Linked DNA regions of Mus musculus: regions 2 and 3 are each linked to region 1. Evidence: chromatin contacts called from public Hi-C and HiChIP or PLAC-seq data. All regions are on one chromosome and are shown on one strand. Each heading gives the region's core, a stretch centred on a gene start, on an enhancer-like site or on the middle of the called end of the contact. The rest is flanking DNA. Distances are from core to core; before and after follow the strand shown.

Evidence for each region. Hi-C and Micro-C count contacts between places; a contact is called where the count stands out from the background. HiChIP or PLAC-seq counts read pairs in DNA pulled down with a chosen protein or histone mark.
Region 2: a contact with region 1 is called in a Hi-C map of double positive thymocytes, with 1.6 times the contacts expected there. The contact joins two enhancer-like sites. A contact is called at or near these places in 3 of 484 Hi-C or Micro-C datasets (double positive thymocytes and nephron progenitors) and 2 of 115 datasets of contacts at active chromatin or transcription factors (double positive thymocytes and thymocytes).
Region 3: a contact with region 1 is called in an H3K27ac HiChIP or PLAC-seq map of double positive thymocytes, with 5 read pairs. The contact joins two enhancer-like sites. A contact is called at or near these places in 4 of 39 promoter capture datasets (the 3T3-L1 cell line, hippocampal neurons, pre-B cells and 1 more), 1 of 15 datasets of contacts at CTCF or cohesin (embryonic stem cells), 14 of 484 Hi-C or Micro-C datasets (the HL-1 cell line, brown adipocytes, double positive thymocytes and 9 more), 18 of 115 datasets of contacts at active chromatin or transcription factors (double positive thymocytes, embryonic basal ganglia, embryonic fibroblasts and 10 more) and 1 of 9 other capture datasets (pancreatic islet).

The regions. Positions count from the first base shown.
Region 1 is chr11:68,268,386-68,273,546 of GRCm38.p6, reverse strand. The region is part of intron 3 of Ntn1 (netrin 1); the gene reads left to right. Among named protein-coding and RNA genes, the nearest start is that of Mir6406, 50 kb to the right of the region's middle. Within about 2 kb of position 2,221, at least 33 of the 459 cell types and tissues checked have an H3K27ac peak or open chromatin away from gene starts, as enhancers often do. A contact at or near this core is called in double positive thymocytes, where this site is marked.
Region 2 is chr11:68,123,143-68,128,303 of GRCm38.p6, reverse strand. All of the region lies in intron 7 of Stx8 (syntaxin 8), which reads right to left. Among named protein-coding and RNA genes, the nearest start is that of Mir6406, 95 kb to the left of the region's middle. Within about 2 kb of position 2,008, at least 23 of the 459 cell types and tissues checked have an H3K27ac peak or open chromatin away from gene starts, as enhancers often do. A contact at or near this core is called in double positive thymocytes, where this site is marked.
Region 3 is chr11:68,404,744-68,409,904 of GRCm38.p6, reverse strand. It overlaps Gm31954 (a long non-coding RNA gene), which reads right to left. Exons shown (of 4, transcript XR_879961.3): 3 at 4,074-4,197; 4 at 3,331-3,979. Among named protein-coding and RNA genes, the nearest start is that of Gm31954, 7.9 kb to the right of the region's middle. Within about 2 kb of position 2,459, at least 23 of the 459 cell types and tissues checked have an H3K27ac peak or open chromatin away from gene starts, as enhancers often do. A contact at or near this core is called in double positive thymocytes, where this site is marked.

The sequences.
Region 1 (5,161 bases), core at 972-3,471:
CTCTCTCCAAGGCTGAGAACTGCCAGGGCAGGGGTTGGTCTATAGGAGATAAAGGTGGCAGGGTGCTCTTGCCTTGGATCCAGGACATCCCCAGGGGAGACCTAGTTTATTCCATTGAGGGGAGAGATTACTAATTGGTGAATTCAGATGTTTTAAAGACTGTTTCGACGAACACTTGGAGGGGGCACGTAAAGGTCTTTTAATTTTAAATCTTGCCGGGTGAGACATGTGTGTCATTTGTGTGTCACTTGTGCATCTGTGTACTTAGACCTGGCCAACTGAGTCTCAGCAGAGCTAAGTCCCTCCCACACCGCTCTTTGATTTCATGGCAGTGTCCACTCACCCTAGCAAAGTATTAGGTGTCTATTCTCCCCCTTTCTGGGTCCCTCATGACAGTTCCATGTTCCATAATTTGGGTGGTCCGGGGAGAAGAACTTTTACCCTCGGAGTCAAGAAGATAATCGGTGCCTCTCGCTTAAGGCATGAAGGTCCCTATCCACAAAGTGGCCTCCACTTTGCAAGGAGTGAAAGAGGCAGCTCAGATCCTGCAGCCAGAAGAGAAACTGCAGGAAGAGCGTACCTCAGCATGGTACCTCATGTATACAGTCCACAGGGCATCGGGCTAATCTCATGGCACCTTAAATCTCAGTCATCTTACCTGTGGAATTCTCTTCAGGCTTCTGGTCACTGAGTCCCTTTCAGCTTTGACATTCCACATTCTACCTGTCATTCTTTAGGACTCAAACATCTTACCTCTCCTTGATTCAACGGGGGTCATTCTTTATAGCAGTGTGTTTGTGATTAGGAAGAGCCAGGAAATACGGAAGGGTGGTTTTGTTCAGAGGTCAGGACAGATGACAAGTGTCCTTGATCCTGTGACTCACACTCATCCCGTGCAGTATACCATGGGGAAACCGTATCCCTCAGCCTAGCACTGGTGTGCACTCCCTAAAAATCTTTGCTAGCCATCTCTACCCCGCTGGGTGTGAGTGTCCCTATCCTTCTGCCTTCTCTCATTCCTAGACTCTACACAGACATTCCAGGGGTTCTCGGTGCTTGACCAGAAAAGACCCTGATCTTTGAGTTCCCCAAGTTCTTGGTGCTTCTGGGCATGGCAGTCAGAGCGCTGAAGATATTGACTTGGCAGACAGTCTTTCCTTGGGGTTTCTGCTACAGAACATCAGGTGGACCTCGTGTCCAGCCTCCAGGTCAGGGCTCAGGTTTCACTTCTGGGTGAGGCGTGTTTCACAGCCTCAGCTTTCCTGGCTGGAGATGGGCAGAAGGATCGATCCATTCTTCCTCTTAGATTGTATACGTTAAGGAGAGCAGAGACACCAGAGTCCTCACAGCATCAGTAGGCATACAAAGCAGCCCTTTTGCTATTTGTTTTCTGTCCTTATTTATTTTGATGACCCAATGGGTTTCATTAGGGCTGCTTATATGGTCCAGTATGAGGGGTATTTACAGGGGCCTAGGGTCCTTACCAATGGCTATACTGCTGAAGAAAACTTCTTTCTCCCTTCCCCAATGACTATTAATTATTTAAAGCTACTCAGGGAGGGGTGATGCCTTGTGAGCCCCTCCCCTTAGTTACCAAATTTGCCTGCATGTCTTAGGAGGGGTGTGTCCAGGGATACCCTGACTTCTCCCAATGACGGAATGTTGACAGGCCCAGTTTTGGGTTTCGAGCCATAAATCACAACCGTTGTGGCATCAAAAGTGCAATATCAATGTCACATTCTAAAGACCGTGTTCTGTCCTCCCTTGCTCTTACATTCTCTCTGCTCCATCTCTGATGGAGATCCCTGAGTCACCGAAAGGGTGAGAGAGCAGTCCCATCCACGGCTGAGGACTTAACAGTTCTTATTCTCAGCAGTAAGGCCAGATAGGAGTCTCTGCAGTCCTCACTGCCAGCTGCAAAAAAACGATCCTCTCTCACTGAAGCTCGCTAATCTATGGGTACAAATATAATTATTTAGGTGGTAATTTGACAGGCATGTCCTATCCATTTAGGCTTGCCCTGCTCTTGGTGTGGCCTAGCTCTTTGGTAACTAGCCTCTCGGCCAGAGGGCTCAGCCCCAGTGTAGACTCTATGGCCGATTCCCACAGGGCTGGACAGGGTCCTAAGGGTGTGCCCTGGTACTGTGGTTGCACACTGCCTGTAAAGGATTTGCACGCTTCGGAAGCACAGATGATGAATAAGCCCAGCGGCAGGATGTGCCCAGCAGCTGCTTGTGGAGGCTCAGCGCAAAGGTGGGGACAGCTGCAGACAGCCAAACACAGTGTGGAAAGTGCCACTTGGAAGACGAGGCTGCATCTGAGGGCTGCCTGCCTGACCACACTCCAGCGTGCAGTCCACCAAAGCCTGGCCTGATCCTCACCAGACTGCTTGTAGCTGTCCTAGGTCAAGTGCCCGGGCTGGACCTTTCTTCCCATCTGCCGTCCTCTCAGTCCAAGCCTGTGTGCGCCCTTGCAGAAACAGTGGCACTCTGGGAACATGCTAAGGACCTGTGTTTTTCTCCTCAACTGTAGAACAGGTGCAGGAAGACGACTGTTCGCTAGATCACAGCGGGTCACAATAATCCAGTTTAGAATTATGGGCTCCCCTCCCCGTGCACTTCCTGCCGTCTGCACCTTGATCTGAAAGTGTCAGCGAAAAAGCAAGGCCATCCGCCCTAAAACACTGACTCCTCAGTGCCTTGTTAGCAACTGTCGTGGGGAGAGGAAAGCCTGGCTTGAAGGAGGTTGACACAGACAGCTGAAATGAAGACTGGGGATTACTGGAGATCTCCACCATCGGCCCCCATGCCCCATTAGCATGGAGTGTGTGGCCTTTGAGCTTGCTGTGACCCAGGATGTGAGGGGATTGCCATTCCCATCCCCTGCCTCATTCTGCCCTCCAGATGCACAGGACGGATGAAATGGCCTCTCCCCAGAGGAGAAGGCAGCGGCTTGGCCCTGAAATGAAAAAGAGAAAAAGAAGCTAATTGTGAGGTGAGATGAGGTGAGTTATATGGAAGAAATAAACAGTTGGAAGAGAAAGTCAGTGAAGGGAAGCTTTCTATGAGCCCCTGGGGTGGGGTACTTAGAAGGAACTGGGGTGTGAGGAGAAAGCAGAGAGAGACCAGTAGTGCAGGCAGCCCCAAAGTCATGAGGCAGCTGAGTGCCTGGTGGGCCCTTGGTCAAGAGGAAGGGAGAGAATGTGAGGCAAGGCCGCCTTACCAGCATCTGGCAGGTCCTATCCCCAAAGCCTGGGAAGCTAACGCAAAATCAAGGACTAAAGTAAAGAGGGGGATATTGGCAGTCACAGAAGCTCCTTCTGCCTCTGGGAGGGTGCTCCCCCCCTTTCTTCCCACCATGGCATTCCCCTGCACTGGGGCATTGAACACCCTCAGGCCCAAGGGCCTCTCCTCCCACTGATGTCGAACAAGGCCATCCTCAGCCATATATACAGCTGGTGCCAGGGGTCCCTCCATGTGTACTCTCTGGTTGGTGGTCCAGTCCCCAGGAGCTCCAGGGAGTCTGGCCAGTTGACATTGTTGCTCCCTCTATGGGGCTGCAACCCTCCTCAGTTCCTTCAGTCTCTTCTCCAACTCCTTCCTCGGGGATCCTCGCTCAGTCCAATGGTTGGCTGCCAGCATCCGCCTTTGTATTTGTCAGGCTCAGGACACAGCAGTAACAGGCTTATGTCAGCAAGCACATCCACAATAGCATCTGGGTTTGGTGACTGAATATGGGATGGAGCCCCAGGTGGGGCAGTCTCTGGATGGCCTTTCCTTAGTCTCTGCACCATACTTTGTCTCCATATTTCCTCCTGTGAGTATTTTGTTTCCCCTTCTAAGAAGCACTGAAGCATCCACACTTTGTAAGGCAAGCCACAGTGGAGAAACCGTACTCACATGTTCCGTATCCCATCAAGGGTGAGCATCGTGGTGGGAAGAACTCTCGAAGCGCAACAACCAGAAGGCAAATGATCCAGTTCAAAGTGGGCAAGAGATTTGAACAGACTCTTCCTCCAGGATGGGCAGATGGCGAATAAATCCGTGAAAAATTAGCTGTCACTGGGGAAATGCAAATTGAAATCACACTCAGATCTCTCTCATTGAAAATAAGAAATATGGGCCACTTAAAAGTTCCGTATGCTTGGCGAGGACAAGGACCTACTGGAGCCATCACACACATAGCAGCTCAGTGCTTCCCTGAAAAGTGAGACCCAGACCTGTCATAAGACCAGGGTCCCGCTCACCGGCATTTCTCAGGAGAAAGGAAAATGTAGGTAGGCCCTGCAAAACAAACAAACAAACACCAACTGCATACAGATATCTATAGTGGTCTTATTTGTAATCAATCTATTGCCCCAAACTAGAGACAACCTCAGGGTGTGTCAGGGGATGCATGGATAAAGTAGACACATCCCCACTGAATAAGACTGCTCAACGGTACAGCAGACACACGAACTGATTCCTGTGCCGCCACAGACAAACCAGAAATGAGGTTGGCTACGTGCGAGAAGTTAGGCTCAACAGACGACAGACCTGGCAATCCCATACGCATGTGTAGACAATGTAAATACTGTATAATTTTGGGATAAGACATTTTGCAAAAGGTGAAACTAGATGGAATGGGGGCTGACAGCAGAGGAGGAGATTCTTGAGAGAGCTGGGCAATTCTGAACCCTGATAGAGGCGGTGATTAGTAACGGCATCTGTGATAAAGACCTGTAGAAGTGCACTGCAAACAAAATAGTGGATTTTACTCTGTGCACATTATAGTAACAGGGGTTTGGAGAGATGGCTCAGCGGTTAAGAACACTGGCTGCTGCTCTTCCAGAGGTTCTGTGTTCAATTCCCAGCAACCACATGGTGGCTCACAACCATCTATACTGAGATCTAATGCCTCTGGCCTGCAGGTAGAGCACTCATATACATAAAATAAATAAATCTTCAAAATTTATACTAACAAAGGATGAGATTCCTTCCCTAGGGCTGTAGCTTGGGTGTGTCCCCAGAGGTAGTTTGGGTGTGTCCCCCAGAGGTCCACTATTGGAAGCTTGATTCCCTGTGTAGCAGTGGTAGGCAGTGTCGAACCCTTTGTTTTTCCTCCTTTGGTTTTTTTCAAGACAATTTTTTCAGTGTAGTTCTTGCCTGGATCTCACTCTAGA
Region 2 (5,161 bases), core at 759-3,258, 150 kb after region 1:
TTGTAGATTTGTTTTGCTTTTTGTTTTCCTAGGGTTATTAATTGCCTCACTCTTGCGGTTCTTTGGATTCACTCTTCCTTACCCTCCCAGTCTCCCACAGCCTTTAGTGAAATGTTTCACACAGGAGAGCACACTGATCTACTCCCCCGCCATCCTTTCGTTGTTTTGTTTTGTTCTGTTCTGAGACAGGGTCTCACTTAGCTCTGGCTGATTTTGAAGTCCCGAGCTTCCTGCCTCCATCTCCTGAGTGCTGGGCTTACAGGCAGGAGCTGCTGTACCTAGCTCTGCCAGTGCTAATCTTGCCTGGCTCACCTCTGTCTGCTGTACAGTCTCCCACTGTGATCATCTTGGAGTTAGTTCTATTTCTTCCTCCAGTTTCCTGGCACCCCGGGTCTTTCTAGGGTTACTTCCTTATTAGGGAAAATGCACTTGCCAGTTGCTTCCTAAATATTCCATGGTTGCCCAGTGTTTCTGCTGAGATGCTGGTATCAGATCCTTTGATAAGAGATGATCTGCCGGGTGTGGTGGCGCACGCCTTTAATCCCAGCACTCTGGAGGCAGAGGCAGGCAGATTTCTGAGTTCAAGGCCAGCCTGGTCTACAAAGTGAGTACCAGGACAGCCAGGGCTACACAGAGAAACCCTGTCTCAAAAAACCAAAAAAAAGAGATGATCCCCTAGACCTACCCGGGAAGCCCGTAGGGAACTGATCAGGCTACGGGGTGCAAGTTTTTTGTTGCTGCTATTTTGTAGGATTTCACTATATTGCCCAGGCTAGCCTCAAATCTTTTCTATACTTTATTTAGTGTGTGTGTGTGTGTGTGTGTGTGTGTGCATATCCTCACCCTTGCACTTGTGCATGCCACACTGCACATGTGTAGGTCAGAAGACAGCTTGTGGGTCTGGCTCTCTCCTTCCACTACGTGGGTCCTGGCGGTTGTCAGGCTTGGTGGTAGACACCTTAACCAATGATTCTTCTCACTGGCACATGGACTCAAACTCTTGATCCTGTGATTGGGGGTGTTCATTGCAGCACAAGGTTCAAGAACCTCTTAACCTTATTTCTTAAACTAGTTGCTAAATGAACTCTCTCTATATACGGTCACTCCCGCCCTTAGTTCTTGAGTCATTTCTTGATTATTCCTTGGACAAGGTCCTCACTCCTGGTTTTTTATTGTAAGATTGTTTGGGTCTTGTATTGACCAACTAATTTTTGTATATCCTCTCTTGTCTTTTAATTTTACTCAATGGAGCATTTCTTCAGGTTTATGTTCCAATCTGTGAAATTGCAGGGAGTTGGCCGGAGGCTCTTTCTATTTATGGTTTTCCACATTTTTTTTTCTCCCCCACAAACAAAAAGACAGGAAATAACTGATGTATGGAAGCCAATCTATTTGTAAGTCACTAAGTTCAACACCTGTACCTTGCTGGGATCTGCAGTTATTTAAAGTTTCAGTGGCAGGTCCATTTGGCAGCAGTGGAAATGGTGTCATTTCTACGATTAGTTCAAGGTGACAATACTGCTTGCTCTGTTAGAGACTGTCTGATCTTGAAGTTTTCTTTTGTTCTTTCTTTCTTTCTTTCTTTCTTTCTTTCTTTCTCTCTCTCTCTCTTTCTTTTTTGTTTTTGTTTTTGTTTTTGTTTTTCAAGACAGGGTTTCTCTGAGTAGCCCTGGCTGTCCTGGAATTTACTCTGTAGACCAGGCTGGCCTCGAACTCAGAAATCCGCCTGCCTCTGCCTCCAAGTGCTGGGATTAAAGGTGTGCGCCATCACCATCCGGCTCCTTGAAGTTTTCTCAAACTTAATAGTCCTTGGCATGATTTGGGTCCTTTAGGATATGACATGGCATCTTTTCCTAGTGTTCAACAGCTCCGTGAAGAACCTATAACTAAGAAAGGAATATCGAAGACCAGCCAGCAGATGGGGTTCTGTAATACTCTACAGAGCGTCCCCACCAGCTCACATCCGGTGTCTGTGTGTCAGGTGTTGCCCAGGGCCTCCCTGCTCAGCACCTGCCCTTCACTCTGCTCCTCACACTGGGGCTTGATTCTGCAACTTGCCCCTGCAGGCTCCCTGACAGCTGGCACAGAGGAAGAGGAAACTGTTCGGCATTTCTCTGTCTGTTTCTATCGGGTAGCCCTGCAGGCTGGCTAAGCCCCCAAGAGTGCAGCTGCGGAGGTAAAGCGTGGGTCTAGGAGCCCATCTGCAGCGGAGGCAGTTCTGTCTGGACAGCCTCCAGGGAGGACCACAGGATGGCTGCCCTTCCTCCTCAACGTGGCAGCCGCTTCACGGAAGAGACTCATATGGGGGAGACTTTACCTTTCCCCTCCCACTCTCTCATTTAGGAATATATATATATGAATATATATATATGAATATATATATATGAATATATATATATATGAATATATATATATATATATATATATATGCAACAACAATTTAAAAAACAGAGGCCTTGAATTTGAGAGAGAGAGAGAGAGAGAGAACAAGCAAGTGGGGAGGTGCACGGAAAAGGGTTGAGGAAGAAAAGAAAGGGGGAAATTGATATAATCATGTTTTAATTTTGAAAATTAAAAATAAAGAAAACAGTTTTGACACTGCCAGGATTACCAAAAACACACCTCTCTCTCTGATAAGATACCACTGAGTTGGCTCTTTAGGTCATTAATTTTGCTGAACTGCACAGTTATGCTATGTTACTAGGTATTAACTCACCAACTAAACGGAAAGATGGGCATGATGCCCCATCTCCAAAAGGCAATGAGGCAGGAGGATCTCAAATTTAAGACTAGATAGTGCTATATAGCAAAACTTTCCTTCAGACACACTTGCACACAGTCGTTTTCAAAAGTAAGCTACAGAGTGTGCCATAAAGATATACAGGAAGGCTTTTCAGGTGTACTTGTGGGGACTATTCCTGTGGTTATATCCTACGGTATACTTCCAGATGGCTCCATGTTCTGCAACCCATCAGGGAGAGAAATTGGCTGTCTGGGACAGACAAAACAAACCAGGGAATAGTAGCGTTTTATGGGTGTTGGCTGGGAGGGTGGGATGGAGCTCAAGTGTGAGGCCTTCCAGACATGTAATCTTGACCGAGTTGATGGACAAAGAGAGGTGGTGAAGACAGAACAGCGAAAACACAGGAAATGGAGGGGGAACTAGGAAGAGAAGAAAGGGGAGCATAGAGAAACCATGGAAGGGCTCCTCCCCCCAGAGATGGAGATGTGGTCTGGGGATGAGCAATGCTGCCTACATCAGGTTAGCTCATGTGGTCTAATCCAGGGCTCACCAAACTGGTTCCCTAGGGGCTACTAGTGCTTCAGGGCTGTTGGCTCAGGGAAACCTGGCTAGGCTTGTGTCCAGCATGCTCACACGGGAACTTGGGCTCCTAATTTTCAACATGAATATGAGTAAAATAAGACATTACCATTTTTGAAAGTCATGACCCTTGAAGTAAACACGTTGGTTCTGAAAAGGAAAGTTGGACTGATACCCTCAAATCTCCAAGCAGAAATTCATCAAAGACTCCTTATTTCCTATTGTCCTCAGGAGCTGGACAGGTTTCCCACAGGTAACAAAGCCAGATATGTGACTGGGCTTCTTTGACATAAATGTTAGAAATAGAATTTGAAAAACTATTGGATCCATTTTGAGTGATGCTACTAGTAAAATCAGTAAGTTACCCTGCCTCTTTCAGACACACATACACACACACACACACACACACACACACACACACACACACCTACCTCTTTAACAAGCTTACTCTGTTTGTTCTAACCAAGTAATGCTCAGGTTCACAAGGATCAGAGGAAGTGGCTCCTGCAGTTGACTATCCTATCCTCCAGATAGAATATTGTATTATAGGCACTTTCTGTTTTACAAACTGTTTATAAATATGGCTTTTTTGTTTTGTTTTGTTTGTTTGTTTGTTTGTTTGTTTCGAGACAGGGTTTCTCTGTGTAGCCCTGGCTGTCCTGGAACTCACTCTGTAGACCAGGCTGGCCTCAAACTCAGAGATCCACCTGCCTCTGCCTCCCAAGTGCTGGGAATAAAGGCGTGTGCCCCCACTGCCTGGTGCTTTGTTTGGTTTTAGTATTTACAGCCCCAGAGCCCACCCCCCTCTTTGTTTTCCTCATGAAAAATTTGCCAGGCTAGCAAGATGGCTCAGCAGGCAAAACAAGGCTTTGCAATCTTGAGACCTGAGTTCAATCCCTGATATCCTGACTAGGATTGTGTGCCTCACAATTAATCGCATGTAATTCCAGTTCCAGAAGATCTGACACCCTTTTCTGGGCACCAGCATGTATGTGCCACACACTTACGTATATGTAAAAAGTGAAAATAAAAGAAAACAAGCCAAGGGTGAAGGCTCCCAGATTGATTTTACATTTTTCTTTCTCCTTGCAGCTATTATTGGCTCAGCAAAAACCCTTCTGTGCTTCATAGTATGACCTGCGTAAAGAAGATATCCACAAAGGAAGAAGACAGTGGCTCCTATAGTTGTCTTCTGACCTCCAATATGCCGACATGGTCACCCTATTGCTGAAGAAACCACATATTTTTGTTCTGGGGCTTGGAAAGATCAGTTGGTACTGGCCTGGAAGTCTCCTCTCTGGTGGCTAGCTTCATAGCATCAGAAGACGCTAGCAAGTTGCCAAGGGAGAAAAGTTACCAATAGTCCTAGCTAGCTGTAGAGCCATAAAACCATAACTATGGGACTAACAAGGCATCTCCAAAAGTGTTATGGTAGCACTAATATTCTGGGGATAACCAACAGCTGCCTGGTTGGACTTAAGACTCATTCAATTGGAGGGAACTCAGGTTTGATACTATAACCAAGAACCATTAACTGGAGAGGTTATAATCCTAGAGGGGAACATACTACTTCATTCTGCTAAACTGATATTGTATCTCCCTGCCTTCCTAGAGCTTATCCTTATTACCCACAGACAAATCTGCATCAGAGAAGCTTCTCTTTCTAGCAGATGGGGGCTATTACAGAGATCAAAAAGTGATCAACACGTAGAGGGTAAGAGAAGGTAGAATGTTTATCCCCAGATAGGACATCAATGACACGACCTCTATACCCACAGCTCAGGGAACATCGCAGAAGATGGTTAGAACCAGAGGACCCGGATAGTGCATCCATGAACA
Region 3 (5,161 bases), core at 1,210-3,709, 140 kb before region 1:
AGCCTTGGAGATGGAAGTCAATTTGTTTTCCCTTAGTGAGGGTTTGTCCTCTTCTCAGAGACATTTAACATAAGGGGTGATCATCACCTCCGTCCATTCAAGAATGAGGGATGTGGGGCAGACTAGGAACACCTCTGCTGTGAGACCTTGCTGGGCACGTAGCTCAGGCATAGAGCATTTGCCTAGTATACGCACAGGGTTTAATCCCTAGCAACACATGTATACACACACACACACACACACACACACACACACACACACACACTAATTATTGTGACTTAACCAGTTGTTTTGAGTTGTTGCAACAGAAGCTTCCACTGCTTATTGCATTGTGTTTGGAAGGAGTCCCTCAGATAGTGTGGTGGTTTGAGTAAGAATGGCCCCCATGGCAGGCTTTAGTGGCACACATCTTTAATTCCAATATTTGAGAGGCAGAGGCAGGATCCCTGTGAGTTCAAGGCCAGCCTGGTCCACTTAAGCAAGCTCAGGACAGCCAGGGTTCTATTACACAGAGAAACCCCGCTTTGGAAAACGAAAGGGGACAAAGAAGACACTATTGTGAAGTGACTTCAAATGTGGAGAACATAGGTACAACAGCTACTTAACCGTTTAGGATATGTAAGATACGTCATGAATTAGAAAGTTAAATGTGTCAGTTAAAAAAAAGCATGATGGCTCAAGACTCCTGGTGAGCCTCAACTGAGGGCAGGGGTTGGAAAGAGAATTGGTCAGCAGGGTGTGGCCTGGCTTTCAGGACTTGCAGAGACCTTGGCTCATCCTAAAGCTGGAAGCCTTTCACCTTTGTAGAGTAGACTCAGCCACCCCCAGCCTCCCCCGTGCTAACTAGGTGATCAGTGAGGAGCCCCGATAGTCCTGATGTCAACCTTCATTAGCACTGGGAGGAGTCCCACCACTGTCCTGCTCATAGCCAGCAGGATGTGGAGAACCACAGACAACAGAACTTCAGACTAAGGCAAGGAGTGGTGGTGAGCTCCAACTTTCACTCTCCCTGATCTTCGCTGGCCTGAATTCCTCAACTGGCCTCAAGCTCGGGAAACCGAGTACTGGGATTACAGCCATCACACACAGTACACTTCTTTATTAACGTATTTAATTACATGCTGGAATGACATCTCTGGTAGCCAGTAGTAACAGATATACATGACACTTCCTGTTGTTTCCAACCAATGTTATACGATATTTCTTTAAAATATGCTGACTTACTGGGGGGGGGGGCAAAAAAATCACAAGTAGTGTTTTTGTCTAATGAATAATAATTACCATAATAATCATTCAAGGACGTGTTAAATTTCAGTTGGAGAGGCCAGATCTAGTTGTGCACTCGGGAGGCAGAGGCAGGCACATCTCTGAGTTCAAGACTAGCCTGATCTACAGAGCAATGTCCCGGACAGCCAGATCTACACAGAAAAACCCTGCCTTGAAAAAAACCAAACAAAACATTTCAATTGGAGCTGAGTGAAAATATCACCTAAGTAAGGCACAGAAACCTGCAGTGTAAATAGAGACAGCCCCCACTAGAGGGTGCTAGTGTTGTAGAAAGAGGAGTGTCTGACTGACCTCAGCTGTCACAGCTCCAGGCCACCATCTCTTCCCTTAACCCAACCTCCAGGCCTTCCCAGGCCATCTCTTCCCTTCCACCTACCTCCAGGCTTGTCCATGCACACTGTGCTCTTAAGAGTGGAAGATTCAACTTTGCTGTACTAACAGGTCTGACTTTCAGCCCGCTGGGCTAACCAGAAAACAAAAGAACACACAAGATTCTGGTTCTGAGCCGAAGCTGTGTCCCACATCTTTGATGGTTTGATGGACAGCCAAGTCTCAGAGGGTGACCTCTGATGAAATCTGAGGAGGGCCACTAGCCTTCTGGAAAGTTCTTTCCACTATGTTTGGGAACATGTCACCAGGGTCAATGGTGGGCGAGTCGCTTCCACCTTGAATGTGTGGATGTGACAGTCAGAGCGGCTGAACTCTATGTAGAGTCCTCTCAAAGGGGGGCTGGGAATAATTCCCACCTGGGGCTGAGCACAGCAGTAGTGCTCTTCATCCCCAAATGCAGAGTGAGCCCAGGTCAGTTCCTCCATCGCCATTTCCCCTCCTACGTGCAGCTTTGAAAGCACTTGAGAGGCAGTGTGATAGGGTGGCCATAACCACACCCCTAAGCCTGGGGGGGGGGGCAGCGCTTCCCTATCAGGTGAGAGCCATGGGGCTGTGTTTCAGCAGCCTCCACAAAAGCAGAGCCTAGACAAGCTCTGTTAAGAAACCCAGCCTTGCCACCTCCTTAATGCAACATCAGCAAGTCGTGGAACCTCTATGTCTGAAGTGGAGAGAGGGGCAGCCCTGACCTTATGAAGTTGTTATATTGACATGACTCAAAGAACACAGTGCACTCCAAAGACGGCCCAGCCTACAGGAAGTACCAATGAGGAGCTGCCCGCCGCTGACAACTGTCAGCACGGTTTAAGACAATGAGACAATGCTGACACCATTCTTGCCCTCGTGCTTCCTCTCTCATGACTCTGAGAAGTTAGCCTCTTTCTCTTTCTTAAAGAGACTGTTCTCTGGCTCAGGACGTAGCTCAGTGGAAGGCTATTTACCCAGTATGCATCAAGCCCTGGTCCCATCACGGGCACAACAACCGCATCCATCACAGCTGACAAAGAAAACACCTTTTTGAGCCCACTGCTGTCCTTCCAGGCTCTACAGGTATGGCGGGAGAGTGACTTTGTCTTTTTACATTCACCTAACATGGTGTTACCATTGACACTGGTGACTTCCTATCTTTGTGGAGGAGCTCTGCCAGAGGGCTGAGCATCTAGGCCTGAAGTCAGATGCCCTGTATCCAAATGGTGACTCTGATGCTTTGTAGCATTGTGACTTCAGGGTGACTTGATCCCCTTTTGACTCAGTTTTCTCATTTCTGAAATGAGACATTAGAAGCACTGTACTACTCTAGCTCTTAGAACAGGCTGGACACATAGCCAGTGATCAATATGTGCTAACTGCTACACTGGCTTCTTGACCACCCCAGGCTGCCCCAGGGTCATAGCCTTTACCTGCCCTGTCCCTGCCAAGGAAAACCTCTACTCTCCTACCTGACTAATACCTTCCCCAACCTCAAGTTTCAACATAAGTATCTATTCTCCAGTTGTGCCCAGAGTCTCAGCCCCTAGAGTCTCTGTACATCTTTTTTTTAAGGTTTATATTTACTTTTATCTTCTATGTATGTATGAGTGCCCCCTGTGTATGTATGCATACCATTTGTGTGCCTGGTGGTCACAGAGGCCAGAAGAGGCCATTCAGTCCCCTGAAACTGGAGGTATAGGAGGTTGTGAGTCACCATGTGGGTGCTGGGAACAGAATCCCAGTCCTGTACATGAGTATCAAGTGCCTTCTACTGTTGAGCTATCTCTCCAGCCTCATCTCTTAACTTGTATTGCTTATCTGCATAGCGGTCACACAGACACATATGCTGTTGTTTATTAAATATTTGTCTTCCCCACTAAGCTTAGAGCCTGATGAGTCCACAGCTGTGTCTGCCCAGTTCCGTGTCCTTGAAGGCTGACATGCCAAAGGAGTCCATAAATGTCTGCACACTAAATAAACCACGCAGGCTTCCAAACGGCTAGTGCATGTGGGTGGATGCCAGGGCGGGAAACATCTGAAGCTGAGGCTTGAATGGCAGCGATGGGGAGTCTGGAGAGTCACGGTCACAGTTTTCCAATCCCTTCACTTGTTGATGGACTCTGGTCCCTTGGCTGCCCTTTTATAGATCAGAGGGTCTAGGAGAGAATTCTTGAACACATCTGACTCCTTGCTCTGGGTGACCAGATGGCCCAGGGATGTCAACTGGCCAACGTGATGGAATGCGTGGTGAGGAGGATGGGAGACACTCCAGTCTTCGTCTTCTAGCACAGTTAAATTCCAGGAATACCAGCGAGGGGATCAGGCCATGTCATACCTGCCTTGCAAGACAAACAAGCCACAGGTTGAGGGAGGGGGTGGGCAGGGATATGCCACAACTGCATGAGAAAGGAAGGGCCAGATGTACAAACCGGAAAATGCCTCGATGCAGGTGGAGTTGAATACAGTGAACTGAGCTCTATGAACAAGCCCATGCCTGCCAGCCAGCATGTCAGAGCCTTGTCCGGAGGAGCTCTGGGCTCACTAGGTTCACTCCTGAAAAGACACGGCAAGAATGGCTTGTGATTGACATACCGCGCAGGTAGAACGCAGGTAATTCTCCCAGGCCAGGGCCCTGGCTCTAGTTGCTAAAATCAGGATTATGTCTGTGCTGATTTACTTCTCAGCTGGGTTTTGCTAAAAAGCCTCCAGGAGGCCACCAGACTGTGGGTAAGATTGACAAGAAAGGCCAGCCTCCTTTGGGTCTCCCTTCCTGGACAAAGGGCAAACACGAGGGAATACATTCAGAGAAAGAGGTCCTCCTTCTTCTGGAACCCTCTTTGAGTGCCAACTCTAGCCCCAAACAAGTGTGTTTGTGAAGGCTAGAAAGAAACTAAATGCCATTTACAAGTTCTGCTCCGAGTAGAGCAAATGCCAACCTTGCTAGGAACGCCCGAGCAATTTGGAGCCTGAAGTGCTAGTGCCCAACCGAGAGCCCATTGTTCAATTGGAAATTTGTGGGGAAGTGATTTTGGCTGCCACAGTATTGAGAGTAGGGGTCACCATGTCTATTTAGTAGCCAGGGACAGTAAGTGCCAGGTTCCTACAGTCCATGGTATGTAGGACAGTCATGCACAACAGAGCTATTTTCCTGTATCTTTCTAAATACTACACTAAACATCATGGAGATAAAAAAGAAAAAAATCATTGGTAGGCAAAGGTCAACCTTACCTTGTCTTAGAATACACATTTATTTTTATTTGACCAAACACTGTGGCCACTTTGAAAAATCATATTGCTTATGGCAATGCTACTCAAGGGGTTTAGATCACATCTCTACCAGTCATTGTTACTGTGGTCTCCCTGGTCATCCCACACACAGATGAAAGTATTTACCCACTCTATTATGATATCTTGTGTTCTTATGCCCAGGCACTTACATAAGCTTTCACTGTGTGTGGCTTTTTCTCATGCCCTTAGTAAGATATTTTAGTTGATATGGAAGAGGAAGTTAGGTATG